Linked DNA regions of Hordeum vulgare: region 1 is linked to region 2. Evidence: chromatin contacts called from public Hi-C data. All regions are on one chromosome and are shown on one strand. The core of a region is the stretch at or near the end of the contact, and the rest is flanking DNA. Distances in the headings are between cores, read along the strand shown.

Evidence for each region. A called contact is a pair of places that touch in the nucleus more often than the background predicts.
Region 1: a Hi-C map of seedling shows a contact between it and region 2, with 4 times the contacts expected there. The contact joins the promoter of LOC123449236 here to the promoter of LOC123449235 in region 2. A contact is called at or near these places in 1 of 6 Hi-C or Micro-C datasets (seedling) and 1 of 1 datasets of contacts at active chromatin or transcription factors (embryo).

What each region holds. Positions count from the first base shown.
Region 1 is chr4H:518,085,462-518,088,318 of MorexV3_pseudomolecules_assembly, reverse strand. LOC123449236 (AP-3 complex subunit sigma) reads right to left here and starts at 1,519. Exons shown (of 7, transcript XM_045126378.1): 1 at 1,360-1,519; 2 at 1,098-1,140; 3 at 967-1,028; 4 at 508-604; 5 at 1-50. The coding sequence starts at 1,428.
Region 2 is chr4H:517,710,376-517,713,075 of MorexV3_pseudomolecules_assembly, reverse strand. LOC123449235 (probable receptor-like serine/threonine-protein kinase At4g34500) reads left to right here and starts at 1,273. Exons shown (of 6, transcript XM_045126377.1): 1 at 1,273-1,820. The coding sequence starts at 1,288.

The DNA.
Region 1 (2,857 bases), core at 270-2,769, 370 kb before region 2:
ATCAAGCTCACATACATTCTTGAAGCACCTATTCAATGTTTCAACAAAAACTGTGACAAGAAGATTAGTTGGTCTCTTCAAAGAGGTAACAGAATAATCTTAAAGTGAGAAACGGAGGAGAAAGAAGATGAACAATTCACCAAGCAGTAGATGTAAAAAAGGAATGCATGTTTGTGGTAGTGCAGTGACATCTTTTTAGAAACGATAGTAGTGCAGTGGTATGCATAAGTGTTTAACAACAATAAGAATTTGCACTGGAAATACGGAATACAAAAATGTAAACAAGCAGTGTATGGATAATGAACTGAAAGAACCACAGTAATGAGATAAACAGCCACCGGAGGAAGTAGACTCTGTACTGAAACATTACAAATAATGTGAAGCATGATAACACACTGACCATAATTAGTTCCTCATGCAAATCTATGCAGCCTCATTTGTCCATTGCACACAGCTATCAATTATAGTGATGGAAGAAACAATTCCGTGGAGAAGGAGTTAAGTTACCTTGTACGAGGTCGAGCATGGCAAGCTCATTCTCCGAGCTATCAAAGACAAAGATGAAGTATAGTGTTGCCAAATGCTTGTAGACCAGTTTCGTTCCCTGGAAAGCGTAAAAAAGAAAATCAAACGTTTTTATCCCTTACAGCTTATTGTAGGTAGTAAGATGGAAAAAGGTCACTCCAATAGTTCAGTTGTTTCTGTCACAAATTTAACTTCGGTGCAGATTTAGTTTTACAATTAGTCAAATGTTCGCAGCAACACACGCTAAATAGCTGTTCGCCACTCTCCTTCAAAAAGATTTCTGAGCATTTGCATACCTAGTTAAGAGTTTAGTCTGTTTACATACAGATTGACAAACATTTCAAATTTCCTGGTTCATTGCCGTATTGCCTACCATTCCGTCCTTTGCATTAGATATAGTACTACCGGTTTGGCCTAGGATAGCTGGACAAGGTTCAGTACCGGTCCAAAGATTGCATCGGCCTCGACGAAATTGCTCACACCCTCCGGCCTCGCAGACAACGCTGCAAGAAGAGGGTCCGTAACTCAACCACATCATCTTGCGAAGGAAAGCGAATCGTGTGTACACATACACTGGAAGACGCTGCGGACCAGCTCCTGATGCTTCTCCGGGTCCTGCAGCCACCGATTAATCCGTGAGCCGGAGAACGGAGAAAAACAAAGTCCAGAGCTTGGTCTCTAAGGTATTTCATCAAGAACATAGAGATCTAAAGATGAAGCGGTTCTGGATTTGGGTGGGGAAATTGGCCGAGCAGTTGGTGGATGGGTGAAGACTGAAGAAGTAAGGGCGTGAGGAAAAATAAGAAGGGGCGGCGAGTGGAGAAGGTTCGGGACCTGGAAATTGTAGAACTTGAGGAGGCGGGGCTTGCCCAGAGTGCTGATAACCATCACCGCCTGGATCATGGCCGCCGACGATGAGGAGGACGCGAGCGAAACGACCAGATCGCGACAGCCCTGGGGATATTAAAAAGGAAGTGCCGGTGCGATTGGGGATGGTGAATTGGTGAAATTATAGTACTAGAAGATGACGTGACTTTTAATTCAACAAAGCAAATATGGCCAAACCGGCGTGCTTATAACGCCGGCCCAACAGCCCGCAGGCCAGGCACCATACGGGCCCGACCCAGCACAGGCTAATCGTGGTCGGCCCAGGCACGAGCACGCCGTGAGTTGATTTTGATCTTGATGACTTTAGCCTCTTCCCCCCGAGCTCCGATCCCATTACCATGCCTCCATCCATGCAACCATCCTATACCGATCATCCATCTCTCGAGGCCATTCTCGATACCCAACCCGATGGTCACAACAATTCTAGTAGTGGGACGGGTTCCTCCACCAGCATGGGTGTGAGAAGAACTTGTCGTAGAACCTCTGAGGTGTGGGAATTTTTCGATGAAGAAATATCTATGATGGGCGGTGGGCGGAAGGTGTCGCCACGGTGCAAAAGGTGCCAGAAGGAGCTAACCGGAGAAGCCAAGGGAGGAACCGGCCACCTGAAGAGGCATTTGGATTCCCTCAAGAAGGCGGATGCAACGAGCGCATCTAGCTAGGCCGTGCAAACTCATCTCAAGTTCAACACCGACGGTACGGTAAGCAATTTCGTTTACGATCCTCAACGAGCGCGAGAAGGTCTATGTCGTTTTATTGCTTTGAATGATTTACCACTAGGTATTGGTGAATCTGGCGGTTTCATAGAATTTATTCAATCTTGTCATAATCCTAATCATAGAACAGTTTCTAAACAAACTACAAGTAGGTATCTTAAAAAGCTTTACCAGACTGGTAAAGATAAAATAAAAGATGAATTTTCTACGTACACTTTTTCAGTGTCATTAACATCTGATATATGGATTGGTCGGGCAAAGCAAGACTATATTAGTGTGGTAACTCATTATGTTAATGAACATTGGCATCTACAAAAAAGAGTCGTAGGATTTGAATTAATAAATGTATCACATAGTGGTCCAAACATTGCTGAAGCTATACTAAAAGTTGTGAATGATTTTGCTCTTGCCGACAAAGTTTTCGCAATAACTTTGGATAATGCTTCAGCAAACACGAGTGCAATGAACGCCTTGACTCCTATATTCTCCACATATGTTGTATCTTTTTTAATGCATCAACGTTGTGCTTGCCATATCATTAATCTTATTGCTAAAGGTGCTTTACATTTATGTGAACCACACGTTGAATGCATACGCTCTGCAATATCTTATCTTTCGCATTTAACTCAACGAATTTCAAACTATAGGAGATATTGCATTGCCATAGGTGCAACTCCTCATAAGTATAATTCAAACATGCATGTTAGATGGAACTCTACATATTTGAT
Region 2 (2,700 bases), core at 24-2,523:
ACCTAAGAACCTCTGAACGTTGCTGGTAAAATCTTAATTAATCCACCAAAAAGATGCGCTTGCTTAACTTACTTGCTTGTCATTGTCACTGTGAAAGTTTCCCGAAAAGCCCACCGTTTAATTACACAGTATACTTACCCCTAACCCCGCAAAAATGAATTGAAAAAATTACACGCGGTGTACGTTTTACAGCAAAAAAGAGAGTATAGTAGTATATTTTGATCGATATAAAAGTAATAGGTCCCATATGCCCAGGGTCTGTGTCCCTGTGAGCCCGTGACGCCTGAGAAGACGACTGTAGAAGCGAACTGAAATCCGTGTTGCTACCGAGCCACCACCCCAGTACAGCCAAACGTCAGCAGGTATTCTGACTTGCTTCAGATCATGTTGGGCAGTGTACAGTACACGGAGGAAAATACGGTTCAGCTGCCCACACAGATCGTTAATGAATACGGGCGGTCGTATGCCGTAGAGATGTGTGGCTGTGAGTACGTACGTACGTACATACGGGGTCTCTGTACGTCTATAATAAATAGCCTCGTACTCAGAGAAATGGCAATCAAAATGCCCGAATAGACCGAGGCACAGCATTCACGGGGCATCGCCTGGAAGGCGGGCCCGGATCTAGGCGCTCCCCGGCCCCACCCCAACGACCGTTTCACGTAGAGCACACCAAAACAAAGCTACACGCCTCCCCGTCCAACGGCAAAGGCGAGCGCCCTCCCCGTCCGTGCACCCTGGACCCGGACCACCGGCTGACACCGTCATCAACCTGCGCCTCGTCACCCCCAAACAGCATTGCACTACTCTAGGGTGATAAATTTGCTCTGGATTGTGTGAGGCTGCCTACACAAACAAATGCAGAGGTACGTATCTGCAGAAGCATTGCAGCAGTAAAAATATCTCCAGATTGTGGCTGTTCTTCACGCCGCACACTTGGCAATCTGACTAGTGCATGCGACAAGTGATGGACGGAGGCCGTCGCATCAGGTCGCATTGGGCTGGACGGATCGTTGACACGTCGCCGATCAACTTAAATGGCTCGATCTCTAGCTATCAATGCGAAAACGAACAAACAAACAAAAAATCAATGACGGGACGGGGGTCCACGGTGCGCCGAGTCCACCAACGTTAGCCGGAGCGAAAAACCCTCATCATAACTCCATATAACGCAGGCGCACGCAGACGGACACGCTCCCTCCCATACCACCACCCTCCACTACGTCGCCACCCTCCGTGTAACTAAGCCTGGGCGGGCCCACCAACCGAGCGCCACCGCCGCGAGCGATGGACGCCGCCGGCCCGCCGCCCGCGGCCTCCGTCGACGACGTCGGCAGGTCATTCCTCGGCCTGTCCACCGCAGCCGAGGGAGCGTTCGCGGGCGCCGTCGTCCTGCTCCTCGTCGCCGCGGCCGCGTCGATCGCCGCGTACCTGGCGCGCCGGCGCGGGGGCGGGGCCAAGCCGCAGTCCTCGCGCGTCGACCACGCGCTCTCCTCCGGCTCGCTCCTCCCGACCTCCACGCCCAAGCACCAGAAGTACGCCGAGGTCGGCACCAGCTCCTCCGACGTGGCCAGCTCGTCGGCGGCGGCCAGCTCCCTGGAGTCGCCGGTGGGGAAGAAGCTGGAGAGGATCAGCGGAGGCGGGGCGGCGCCGGGGGTGGAGATGGGCTGGGGGAGGTGGTACGAGCTGGAGGAGCTGGAGGCGGCCACGGGTGGGTTCCGCGACGCGAACGTGGTCGGGGAAGGAGGCTACGGCACGGTGTACCGCGGCGTGCTTGCCGACGGCGAGGTCGTCGCCGTCAAGAACCTCTTCGATCACAAGTGAGCGCTCTTTCTCCCCGTCACTGTTACCGTGTTGAATTGTGGCACAGTATAGCGCTCTGTTTACTCTGCTTCCTTCGTCCAACCACGGTAGGGTAGAAACGAAACGTACTACTAAGCAGTACTTTTTCTTTAACCTCAAGATTAATAAACTGAACGATCTCAAAATGGAAAGTTAACTACATGGTACATGTATGTTCCCTTATTATTGATTGTTGTATCTCTGTGGTAGCTCGGGTAAGTAAATGTTAAAGCTCGGAGTAGTACTGTATGTGGCCATGGATTTCGGCTGTGCGTGTACCTTTGGTGCTTTGCTTTCCTGAACTAAATGCAAGTGTTGGGTAATTAGTCACGGTAAGTGAGGTTGTTGCAGTTTTCCTGTTGGTGTGGCTTCAAGATTGCTGCTCCTATATATCAAAAGGGCAAAATTGAACCTGTGGGCTTGTGGCAAGCATGCTTCTGTAAAATTAAAGGTCCAATTTGTCCTTTTGCAGAGATGCTTTTGTTTCCACATCGTACATTTCTGCTCAATTCTGGCTTGGTCTCCATTAGTCCGTGCATGTGTTGGTAATTAGTCACAATAAGTGCGGTGCTAGTTGTAGTTCTGCTGTTATCATTATTTTATCTGGTCATATCCAAGGGCAAAATAAACTTGTGGCAAGCATGTTTTTTGTTAACTCAAGTGCACAATCCGACCTTTGTTAAGATTATAGTTTGTTTTGTGTTCATCAGAATCTTGTGATGTCATTTGACTCAAGGGCCAAATAAAATGTATCTGTATAGCATTATGTGTGTGATTATTGATACGGTTGGCCTCCGTTGTGTTGTATACTCCTGTGAACCAAATTAATTGAACCCATGTAGTTAGTTATAGAGCACT